Linked DNA regions of Mus musculus: regions 2, 3 and 4 are each linked to region 1. A link is a contact called in public HiChIP or PLAC-seq data. All regions are on one chromosome and are shown on one strand. Each heading gives the region's core, a stretch centred on a gene start, on an enhancer-like site or on the middle of the called end of the contact. The rest is flanking DNA. Distances are from core to core; before and after follow the strand shown. Region 1 holds the start of Mfsd1 (major facilitator superfamily domain containing 1). Region 2 overlaps Iqschfp (Iqcj and Schip1 fusion protein). Region 3 overlaps Iqschfp (Iqcj and Schip1 fusion protein). Region 4 overlaps Iqschfp (Iqcj and Schip1 fusion protein).

Region 1 (2,753 bases), core at 81-2,580:
TTACTGGCTTGCTCCTCATGACTTGTTCAGCCTGCTTTCTCATAGAACCTCAGACTATCAACCCAAGGGTAGCTGGGCCCTCCCCAACAGTCATTAATTAAGAAAATGTCCTACAGCCTTGCCTACAGGTTCATTCCATGGAGGCATTTTCTCAACTGAGGCTCCCTCCTCTCAGATGACTTCAGCTTGTGTCAAGTTGACATAAAACTAGCCAGCACAAGACAGTAATCTATACTGTGGACAAAGCCAAGGAATGTAAACTGATGGTCTAGGCCCTTCATTGTAGTACAGCTGATGCTGAGTGAAAGATTAAGCCCAAGGTGGGGTATGACCACTGTGCTGGCAACTGCACAGTGTTAGTCAGGGGAATGCAAGGTAGACAGCAGGCTATGCATAAACATTCCAAACGGTATCTCTCTGACACAGTCCCTCTGCTTCCCCATCCCCCATATTTGGATCTCTTTGGAGGGCCCAAGCTAGGAGTCTAGAAAACACTCAAAAGTCCTCCTCCTTTTTCAAATCCCAGGTGCTATTGTTTAAGCAAGTCCTCATTTAGTCACTGGATCTCTCCTTGGTGCGATAGCTCCAGCTTTGAGCCTCTCACTTTCACTTCTGCGGCACGCTTTACAGCTATTTAGCACCTAGCCTTGCTACACTCAAAATTCTACTGCAAAGACTCGGCAAACCTAGAAATGTGGGGTAGAAGGCTGCGCTGCCAAATCAAACTTCTCAAAACAAACCTAGTGGTCTCTATACTCTGCTGGACATCTCTGAATGGCTCCTCATTTAGGATGTTCGTGTTTCTACTTTACTCGACTTTCCTCTTACTCCAAGATCAGTATAAACGTGTAATTATAAACGTATAAAACCCAGAGGAATTCAATAACTCTTTCAGCTGCAGTCACCATCCATCCACCCACATGATTAGTTTCTGTCCACCTAAGGAAATTCTCTCACCCATATTCAGAGGTGAGAGAATTTGTCCTCTTTTCTAGTACATAAGTGTCAGGTACATCATATGCTGTTCCGTCAGGTCAACTTAACAACTCTTCATGAAGAGTTGGCGAAGTGAGGGAGGGAGGACTGAGCTGGGTTCAGGTCAAGCCTTCCACCACGACTTCTGCACCACCACTTCCTACTGGTTTTAAATCAGATGTTAATGAGAACCCGGTCGCTCACTCCCACTCCCGACCGGATCTATACCCCATCGGCAGAACAGAAAGGCAGCACGGGAGCCCGGCCACCACGTGAGCAACCGTTCACGTGAGCACGGAGAGGCGTGGCCCGAGCAAGTCACGTGAACACACGTGATCACGTGAGTGCTGCCGCTGCCGCTGCCGCCCTGCCTTTGCTTCCTGCTCCGTTCCAGGCTGCAAGCTGATGGAGGACGAGGATGGGGAAGATCGGGCGCTGCTTGGGGGCCGCCGCGAGGCGGACAGCGCAGTCCATGGCGCCCCTCGCGCTCTGTCCGCGCTCTGCGACCCCAGCCGCCTGGCGCACCGGCTCGTGGTGCTGTCGCTCATGTGCTTCCTTGGCTTCGGTGAGCGGGGCTCGGCTGGGGCAGATGATAGAGGGATTCCAGGGTTCGCGCTGCTGCCTGGGCTCGGGAGCCCGCTTTTTCCAAGTGTCTGGAGCGAGGTGACGTTTGTTCCTCCAAGCCCCGGTGTTCAGCAGCTCCTCCCTGGGGACGCAGATGAGAAGGAAACTCAGATCTTTCTCCCGGAGAGCTGTGCTCCCGAGAGTTTCAGAACGTTGCTGGGGGAATTTCAGAGCGTGACTAAGTCCCTCTTCCTCCCTCCCCAGGCGACCCCTCCCATTCCCCAGTGCTTTCCTTTGTATTCTTTTAGAGCTCGGATCCGCTTTGGATAGTGTTCACTGCTAAGTACACCTTAGTAGGAGTCTTTTCTTACCTTTCCTCTGTGAGACAGCCTTGCAGGACCACACTTGTTAAGTTGGTTTCACTTATGAAATCTGATCTGGCGCAAAACACTTTCATTAGCTACTTTTAAAGACACCCTTCCCTCCCGTGTTACAGTTTTTAGTTTACATTGAAACTGTTCGGATTCGTAACAACTGGCTTGGCTTGAAAGAGTGTTTCAGGGGGATCAGATTCAGAAATACATGCACCTGGTTTATAAAAGATACTTTGGGCTTCGGTTTCTTTATTTTTGAGAAGATGGTACTCATTTGCTTTAAAACGTATTGAGCTGATAGTGGTGGCGCCCTTTAATCTCAGTACTGGAAGACAGGGACATGTCTGTGCGCTAGAGAGGCCAGCCAGGGCTACAAAGTGAGATCTTGTCTCAACCAACCAACCAACCAACCATGGTATTGAATTTCTTATAAGCAGTTAAATCCTGAAGGAGAAGTTTCTAGGTTTAGAATCAATAACCAGTAAGCATAGACAAAACACTTGAAGAAATTGTCCCTACTCAAGTTGACAGTTTATTTTTGGTAGGTAGATTGGGCTGAAAGTTTGGGTTTGAGAAACTAGAGCCGCCCTGTCGCTAGCTGCCTTCTCCACCTTTGGACCGCTAGCTTTGTGTATTTACAGAGTCAGCGGGGAAACAGGCAGTGTTACCTTGGGGCTTCTTCAAGCCTGTCAGCTTTCCCCGCTCCCAGGAGACATTGCCAGTTTTCATTTGATCCCTTAGACTGGCGCTTGTGTTGTTCTTGTTTCTAGCCCAGTTTTCACTCAGTTATTTGCTCCTGGGTATTTTTGTTTGTTTTTGTTTGTTTGTTTGCAGGATCAG
Region 2 (2,753 bases), core at 78-2,577, 1.0 Mb after region 1:
TACAAAGCCTCCCACCGTATATTCAGCTCTTGTCTGCCAGGGCAGTGGCTAGATTTGTTTTATCCAGTCTTGTGTTCATTAGGACCTCTTGGAAGTGAAATTTACTACACTGTTGTTCTCAAGCAACAAAAAAAATCAGAGTCTTGCCACCCTGTCTGGAACTGCTGTCTGAAACATAAAAAAGATGGCTGATAATGATCTGTCTCCCTAAGCTCTCCCAGAAGTGCTTCAGAGACATCAGATACAGTTGGAGGTTGCAGGGATCTTCAGAAGTACAGCTTCTGACTTGGTGGGCCTGCAGTTGGACCTGAGACTGTTGCTATAGGCCCCTAGACTTTATTGATGCTCTGCTCCAAGAGTAGCGGAACTCTAGAGAGCGTGAAAGATCACTGTGTCACACGTGATAGGACCCCACCTACCAGATCACCTGGAGAGGATTTGAGCAGTGAGCCTGTGTGCTGAGAGCTCACGGTGGGAGTCACTACTGCTCTGCCTCGGCAGACACCCGCAGGCTCTCAGGCCCTGCTGTAGGAGGCTCTGAACACAGTGCTTACTTAGGATGAGAGGGAAGGAAGTTCCTTCTGAGTTTCCTTACTGCCAATCCTCATCATTTTTGTACAGTAGTGAAATACCCATGTTGGATTCAGTGGGGGTTTTTTTGTTTGGTTTGGTTTTGTTTGGTTTTTGTTTTTGTTTTTCAAGACAGGGTTTCTCTGTGTAGCCCTGGCTGTCCTAGAACACACTCTGTAGACCAGACTGACCTCAAACTCAGAAATCCACCTGCCTCTGCCTCCCAAGTGCTGGGATCAAAGGTGTGGGCCACCACTGCCTGGCTCAGTGTTCTATTTCTAAAAGATGACATTATTGATGCATGTAGTTACACATTTGTGTTATGTATACAATATTTATTGTATATATTATATAAATGAATATATACTATATATATACAATAATACACGTGTACTATTGTTTGTATAATTTGTTCATGTAATTAAAATATAATTTTTCTCGTTTCAATTCTGTACTGATATAATGAAGGTAAAGAGGTATTATCAGAATTTTATGTGTCTTGGTGTCTTCTAATTTCTAAATTTTTATAGCTTTAGACCTGCTTGTTATCAGCTGTAAATTGATTAGTGACTTAAAATAGGGGCTCCAATGAGTGACAAAAATTGTCCGTGATGCAGAACAGACAAGGAGGGAGAAGTGAGCCCAGATGCAGTAACTTTGCCTCTCCCCTGGAGAAGCCAGTTCTCTAGGCTCCACCCTGTAGGCTGTGTATAATTCTTCTGAAGGAGCTATCCTAACACCTCGGTGGAACTGCCCTCCAGAGAGGTAGCCTTCCTACCGAAAGGTGGCGTTCCTCCTGCAGCCAGTCAGCCTCACCGGAGCCCCACAAACAGTGTGGGTTGAAAAACAGTAATGTTAGCTCTTGCTGCTTCTCACGGTAGACAGGTAGACAGAGCGTTTGGAGGAAGCGGTTCTACTCCTCGCTGTTCACTGCAGCAGCTCCTCAGTGACCGCTCGCTCACCATAGGCAAAGCAACATCGTGGCAGGCGCAGTGGGGCAAATAAAGTAATTAAGCACAAATCCCTGTTCCCCTAGCCAAAAAAAAAAAAAAAAAAAAAAAAAAAAAAAGGCCTAAAACAGTAATAGCTGTCAGAAGCTACTGAGACTCCTGAGAGTGCCATGGTCAAGCAGAGGAGAAAATTCACCAGACCGCGTGCCAGGTCGTGAGGGTAGCTAATTCCCTTCCATTTTCCTAAGGCGCCCGCAGCCGGAGGGTTGCCGCAGTGCATGCTGGATGTTCCAGATGTATGATTTAGAAAACAACTCAGCATATGACTGGGAGTGCGGCTGAGTTTCTCTTCAACACATCCTAATTAAAAAACAAAACAAATCCACCTATATCCCTTTATCGTGGCTGTTTATTGCTCCTGGGGTCAGCCAGTAGGGGGCTCTAGCACACCCATTTACATTGTGGGCCACCAAGGCAGAGGACCTAGATTCAAATTCCTGCCTGACTATGGCAATTTAGGTAGCTAGGCACTTATTTAACATCCCTAGGTGCCCTCCTCCGCCCCTGGCTATAAAATGCAGCTGGCAATAATACATACTACTCCATAGGGTTATTGAAAGATAGAGGAAACACGTGTGAGGTGCCTAGCCTCAGTAAAGCACACCTGTTGTTACTTTGTTACACATCGTGTAAGATCCATTAGGATACACAGGACCCTTCAAGGTAGGAACATAGTTTCAACCCCATAGCCTCTTGACCTTTGTGACTGCTTTGCATTGTGGTCACAGCCCTAGCCAGCACTCAGTGACCACCATTGCCACACGAATCCAGACAAACGCTCCAGGACACTGCCATCTGGAATGAAAGTCCAGGGGTCTGGACCAGAGTAAGACAGGGCCTTGCAAATGTATCCCACAAGATGAAACTTGTCACTGTGATACCTCACAAAAGGGCTATTCATCCCCTTGGGAGTGGAGAGGACTGGCTGGGGGGGCTGGGAGGTGGAATAAAAGTATTTAGATTTGGATCTGGGCTCTGAGAAGAAAATATTTGCCTGATAGAAAGAGGGGTACCATAAAGCCCACTGAGCCGTGTTTATATCACAAGTCCAACACAAATTGAATTTAAAAAACATTTATGGAGGTAAACAGCTAAAGGTGAGCCTGTGAGCAGAGGTTGAGATGCCGGAACAAGGTTCTATTGAACGGCATTTCCCTTCAGAACTGTTCTCAG
Region 3 (2,753 bases), core at 155-2,654, 960 kb after region 1:
TCTTGTAAAACAAGAGGATATAATTTTGATCAACACTTTAAAAAAAAACCACGTCTACTGACGAGCACATGGGAAGGAAGATGAACCAGCAATGATACGTTCTGCACAGCAACTGTAAAGGAGAGAAGCCTTGAGTATATATAACGTCCTCCTCCCCAGTCAGGAGCTGGGTCCATGGCCTTTAAGTCATCCTGCAGAGTTTTGGTGTCCCCCCAGTACAGGTTGGTCTGGCATGAAACTTGCAGCTTTTGAACATACAACTCAGTTGCTTTCCCACTTGAAACGCTTTGTCCCCTCAGTGTGTTATGTAAGTTGCCACTAAATGCAAATATGAAAAAAATCCATATTCAACCTGGCTTCACAGAGAAGAGATTTGGCTTTTAAACAGCTAGGACGTTCTTTAGAAAACGCTTCTGGGTATATGGCTGAAGCTCAAGGGAAGAAAGCCGTTCCACAAAGCTCTGGGTTCTATTTCCAGCATGGGATGCACACACACACACACACACACACACACACACACACACCCCTGCACACACTCATACCTGCACACACACATGATTTAGAATGTGTTTTCTTCTTTTACTTAATAGAATTTTTCTCAGAACTGTATCATTTTTATTAAAGCCCCTGCTGTGTTTCTTGCAGTCAGCTTCATTTTATAGCTATCCCACATTGCCACACCTGGTTGTTGCCAGAGTATGGATCATATGACTCCAGAGTAAGTTTCTTATCTAATTGGAAGAAAAGATGGGTAGGGGGACTTCCAGGAACTCTGTCAGAAGAATCAGTTGTCCTTAGCAAATTTCCTTGCCTCTCCCCATTCAATCTTCTAGTTTATTTCAATTATTTAAGTTTGTATGTGTGTATACAAATGTGTGAATGCAGGTGCCTGTCCTGCGGGGTCCAGAAGCTGTTAGATTTCCCCTCCCCCAATCTTTATGGGTGCTTGTGAGTACTGAGAACTGAATAGTCCTCCTTACAAGACCAGTGCTGGTTTTTAGTTGCCTGCTGAGCCACCTCTTCAGTCCCCGCCCCTACCCTCATTCCCACCTCCATCCCATTTTATCTCTTGGCTCTCACTGCCCAAATAAGGTCATATTTCTTTGAACTGGCAGCCTGGGCTATGCTGTGGGAGGTATTATGTAAATTAGCTTGGGCTGCAGCACAAACTCCAGCATCAGATCATCGTCTCAGAGCACCCAGGCTTTGCAGGAGGACGTCAGGCACCCAAATGAAAGTTAAAGTTACTGCTAAGAGGAGGGCCTGTATATGGAAGGGGCTACAATAGTAATTAGACTCGGGCTGCTGTGGGCATCTCTCCAGCAACGCCCTGAGCACCGGGCCCCGCCCTAGGTGCCAGGGCTCCTGGTTTCACTCACAACTTTTGGGAATCTGCTGACCCCTAGTGTCTTCAATAAAGCATTGACTGTAAAATCTAAAGACTCACTTCCCACCTCCTCCCTCACAGAAGCAGCCCCAGAGCTATGCTATTCACAGAAGAGGGTGGTTGTGAGCCAAATAAACCATGAGTTTAATGAGAAGCCTTCTGATCCACTTTAAGACACAGCACCCGGGGGGATGGTGAGATGGTTCAGCAGGTAAGACCACCGACTGCTCTTCCGAAGGTCCTGAGTTCAAATCCCAGCAACCACATGATGGCTCACAACCATCCGTAAGGAGATCTGACACCCTCTTCTTGAGTGTCTGAATACAGCTACAGCGTACTTACATATAATAAATGAATTAATTTTTTTTAAAAAATAACACAGCACACAGACTCCCATGTGGTGGCTTCCTACCTGTGAATCTAACACATAACAGGTTAAGGCGGGGTTTCTGTGACTTTGAGGCCAGCCTGAACTACTGGTGAGTTTTAGGGCCAGCCTGGGGTATAAAGTGAGATTTCCCCATCTCAAAAACAAAAGGCTAAGCAAACATGCTGGGGCTTTCCTGACCATTACTCTAAGAACTTTATGCAAACCTGGTCCAGATCTGGTCATCTCTGTTAATCATGTCCAAGTGGGTCTCTTCCCAGGACGCAGGATATCCTTTTGGAGGTAGGGCGTAGGTATGTGATGAAGACCTACACTCTTAGTGGATAGTGCCTGGGTAGATGAAGACCACCACTATTATTCCAGCATTGAAGAGGCAGATGCAGGAGGAGCTCAAGTAGGAAGCCCGGCTGGGCTGCATATAGCAAGTTCCCCACCAGCCTGACTGTAGGGAAACGGTTTAAAATAAAATAAGTAATTAAATAAATAAAGGTAGATTGATAGATAGGCAGGCAAACACATAAATAAGACACTGTGATAAAGTGAGCAGTCAATTGTGTTTGTAAACTGTATGGTATACAAAGTATTCCAGTATCCCAGAAGATACACCTGAGTGGCTGTTTGGTGCTGTGGGCTAGCTACAGTGTGCCCACACTGGTGCTGTGGGCTCACTGTGTGGGTTTTTATTACACTGTATCAGCTTGTGCTGCCACTGGGAGCCAGACCTGAGCCGCTGGTGAAGATGTGTTACCTCCAGCCTTCCTCTGGCCTGTGTGCTTGGAGGCACAAGACTTCCCCTGCTTTCCCGGATTTGAGTTGTAGGGGGCAGGGGGAAGACAGAGACAAGAAGATGACACCCAAGGGGGAAAAAAAATAGAGAATCTGTCTTTGATTTGTTTTGCTTGTAGCCAATTTCTAAGGCACGTGTGAAATGAGGCAGCTCTCCAGCTAGGAGGAATTCTGCACAAAGCAGGGGTTAGA
Region 4 (2,753 bases), core at 94-2,593, 910 kb after region 1:
ATGATGAGTGTGCATGTGCCATGATATATGTGTGGAGGTTAGAGGGCAACTTTATGGGGTTGGTTCTCTCTTTCTACCTCTACACGAGCAGAAACGGGCTGTCAGGCTTACACAGCAAATTCTTATACCTGATGAGCTATCTCTGGCTGGCCCAAGAGATGAGTTTTAAATAGACATTCTATTAAAATATAGCACAATCAATGGGAGGGGGGATAAAATCTTAGATATTCTGAATATCTATCTCTATAATGTATACACAGATAAGCTACTAAGTGAAAACTGACTATTGGTAGGGGTACCGTGTACCCAAGAGAATCCACCTCACCTGTTAGCAGACATACATTAATGCAGGAATTGAACTTGGAATATTTTTCTTTTGAACTTTTTATTGATTCTTGGTGAATTTCACATCACACACCCAAATCCCACTCATCTCCCTGTCCCCTTAATATCTGTCCTCTGCCCTTGCAACACCCCCCCCCCCAAAGGAAACTGAAATAGAATAAAAAATTCTTGTTGTGGAAGCTGTGGTGTGTCACACAGTATACTCTTTTGTCCACACATCTTACTTGCAAATGTTCATTGCAATGAGCCACTGGTTTGTTTTGAGGCCTCTGGCTTCTGCTATACCGTCAATACTGCATTCTCATCAGACCTCCTCTCAGACATCCCATTGTTGTTCAGTGTCAGGGAGATCCTGCAGTCTGCACAACTGACCCCTTCAGTACTCCAGCAGATCATCTATGGGAGTAGATGTTGGGGTAAGCCAACTCAGAGCCCTGGATCTGGGCCTGGGCCATAGCTGAGTTGGTCATTCTGCCCTCTCTCCTGAGCCTGCAGTACCATAGAGAACTCTTCAGCATCTCCTGAATCTTGCAGCCAGCAAGGGGCCAGTTAGCTCTCCTGCTCTCCATGTTCTCAAGGCCAGCTTACCTGTGCCTTAGCCACCAGGGCTAGTTCTGTGCTGCCCAGGTGAGGTGCAGGGCCCACTCTCCTGGGTGCTAGAGCTGGCAAGGGGAGGGACCAGCCCTCCTGCTGTCATGACTTCAGAGCCAACTCTCCAGCCTGCTGCCTGCCACAACAAGGGGCAAAGGGGTCGGGGTGGGGCAGACGCGGCATCTTTTGATAAGGAAGGTGATAAAAAGACTGAGAGACATTATTTGCATTCCATTTCCCATCTTTTCTAGGATGAAATCCATAGGGTCTCTAGACTGGAAGAAGCCTGTTTTCTTCCAGACATTAAACCAACCCCTACTATTTGCCAAATGCCTTCAACAGGCAGTCCGCCCTCTTTCATCTGCAAATTGTGGTCATAAAGTTGTTTAGAGACTGGGCTGGAAACAAGATCCAGATGTTCTACGTCTAGGACACTTTGTCCTACAGAGCGGTTCAGTATCCCCAGAGCTACACACAGGTGATGAAACAGCAGAACATCTGTGTCCTGTGTGTGACTTGCATGGAATTCACACAATAAAGATGAAACAAGCCCTTCGATAGCCACCTCCGTGTTAGTATAGCAGCCACAATATAAAGAACATTCAGTGTCAGGGCTAATTATTTGAACTAGCTTAGAGAAATTTCTGCAAATAATCCTTTTTTTTCCACCCTTCTCATACCCATTCCAACACATGTATATCAAACAGGTCCTTTCTCAGATACTGCCTTAACAAATTAAAATCCTGGAAACAGCACTAGCTACTTTTCCCTGAGGGGTGTGGCCATCTCAGCCACACTGTTTTATTGTGGATCCAGTTTCCTACCTGTGACAAATAAAAACCCAAGCTGATCTTAAAGGAATGTTTTGAGAGGGGAGACAGGGGAGGAACTTAACACATTAGCAGGCAGCAACATGATATTTTCTTTCCTGAAGTGTCTATACTTTTCCTTTAAAACTTGTTTGATTTTTCAAGATGGGGTTTTTCTATATAGCTCTTGCTGTCCTCGAACTTGCTCCATAGACCAGGCTGGCCTCCAACTCAGAGATCCACCCGTCTGCCTAGAGTGCTGGAATCTAGGGTGTGCACCACCACTACCAGTCAGCTTTTTGTTTTTATTTAAGATTTCTTCATTATGTGTAGGAGTACTCTATTTGCATATGCACCTTCATGACAGAAGAGAGCATTAGACTGAATTATAAATGATCCCAAGCTACTATGTGGGTGCTAGGAATTGAACTCAGGACCTCTGGAAGAGCACCCAATGCTCTTAACCACTGAGCCATCTCTCCAGCCCCACCTGTCAACATTTTTAAAAATTTGTTTATTTGTGTGTGTTTTGCCTGCACATATGTATGCAGGTGTACCATGCTCTTGAAGGCCAGAAATGAGTGAGTGGAGTTAAAAATATTGTGAGCAGCCATGTGGATGCTGCAAATAGAACACATCTCTCTGGCCCCTATACTCTTTTTTTTTTTTTTTTTTTTTTTTTTTTTTTTACAACTTAAGATCCTAATTTGTTGAATACTGCTGAACTTAACAGGCCAGGGACTGTGCTAGCTAGCTGCCTCACACACACAGACATACATACTGCCCACACGGTGATTCCAAGTAGGAGACAGAGCTAGACTGAGGATGCTGCAAGGAGACTCTTTCTGACATTTTCCCCCACGTGGGACCAAGATCTACTAACCTTGTAGATGAAAGAGTAAGAATAAAAATTCTAAACCCAAACTACCCAGCGTCAAGTCCTGGCCCAGCTGCCTACTTTACCAGTTTGTGACATTGGGCAAATTACTTAATATCACCGTTCTTGGA

What was found. HiChIP or PLAC-seq counts read pairs in DNA pulled down with a chosen protein or histone mark.
Region 2: a contact with region 1 is called in an H3K4me3 HiChIP or PLAC-seq map of stem cell-derived neural progenitor cells, with 6 times the contacts expected there. The contact joins the enhancer-like site here to the promoter of Mfsd1 in region 1. A contact is called at or near these places in 4 of 39 promoter capture datasets (the 3T3-L1 cell line, cranial neural crest, hippocampal neurons and 1 more), 5 of 115 datasets of contacts at active chromatin or transcription factors (embryonic forebrain, embryonic stem cells and stem cell-derived neural progenitor cells) and 2 of 9 other capture datasets (embryonic stem cells and pancreatic islet).
Region 3: a contact with region 1 is called in an H3K27ac HiChIP or PLAC-seq map of embryonic stem cells, with 6 read pairs. The contact joins the enhancer-like site here to the promoter of Mfsd1 in region 1. A contact is called at or near these places in 5 of 39 promoter capture datasets (cranial neural crest, hippocampal neurons, liver and 1 more), 1 of 15 datasets of contacts at CTCF or cohesin (pro-B cells), 1 of 484 Hi-C or Micro-C datasets (cardiomyocytes) and 6 of 115 datasets of contacts at active chromatin or transcription factors (astrocytes, embryonic forebrain, embryonic hindbrain and 3 more).
Region 4: an H3K27ac HiChIP or PLAC-seq map of embryonic stem cells shows a contact between it and region 1, with 5 times the contacts expected there. The contact joins the enhancer-like site here to the promoter of Mfsd1 in region 1. A contact is called at or near these places in 2 of 39 promoter capture datasets (hippocampal neurons and liver), 15 of 115 datasets of contacts at active chromatin or transcription factors (astrocytes, cardiomyocytes, embryonic forebrain and 7 more) and 1 of 9 other capture datasets (embryonic stem cells).

Annotation. Positions count from the first base shown.
Region 1 is chr3:67,581,438-67,584,190 of GRCm38.p6, forward strand. Mfsd1 (major facilitator superfamily domain containing 1) reads left to right here and starts at 1,331. Exons shown (of 16, transcript NM_025813.3): 1 at 1,331-1,540. The coding sequence starts at 1,381.
Region 2 is chr3:68,580,419-68,583,171 of GRCm38.p6, forward strand. All of the region lies in intron 5 of Iqschfp (Iqcj and Schip1 fusion protein), which reads left to right. The region is part of intron 2 of Schip1 (schwannomin interacting protein 1); the gene reads left to right. Among named protein-coding and RNA genes, the nearest start is that of Gm22073, 34 kb to the left of the region's middle. Within about 2 kb of position 1,328, at least 37 of the 459 cell types and tissues checked have an H3K27ac peak or open chromatin away from gene starts, as enhancers often do. A contact at or near this core is called in embryonic stem cells and stem cell-derived neural progenitor cells, where this site is marked.
Region 3 is chr3:68,541,972-68,544,724 of GRCm38.p6, forward strand. All of the region lies in intron 5 of Iqschfp (Iqcj and Schip1 fusion protein), which reads left to right. All of the region lies in intron 2 of Schip1 (schwannomin interacting protein 1), which reads left to right. Among named protein-coding and RNA genes, the nearest start is that of Gm22073, 4.4 kb to the right of the region's middle. Within about 2 kb of position 1,405, at least 114 of the 459 cell types and tissues checked have an H3K27ac peak or open chromatin away from gene starts, as enhancers often do. A contact at or near this core is called in embryonic stem cells, hippocampal neurons, stem cell-derived epiblast-like cells and 1 more, where this site is marked.
Region 4 is chr3:68,487,143-68,489,895 of GRCm38.p6, forward strand. The region is part of intron 4 of Iqschfp (Iqcj and Schip1 fusion protein); the gene reads left to right. All of the region lies in intron 1 of Schip1 (schwannomin interacting protein 1), which reads left to right. Among named protein-coding and RNA genes, the nearest start is that of Gm22073, 59 kb to the right of the region's middle. Within about 2 kb of position 1,344, at least 25 of the 459 cell types and tissues checked have an H3K27ac peak or open chromatin away from gene starts, as enhancers often do. A contact at or near this core is called in embryonic stem cells, where this site is marked.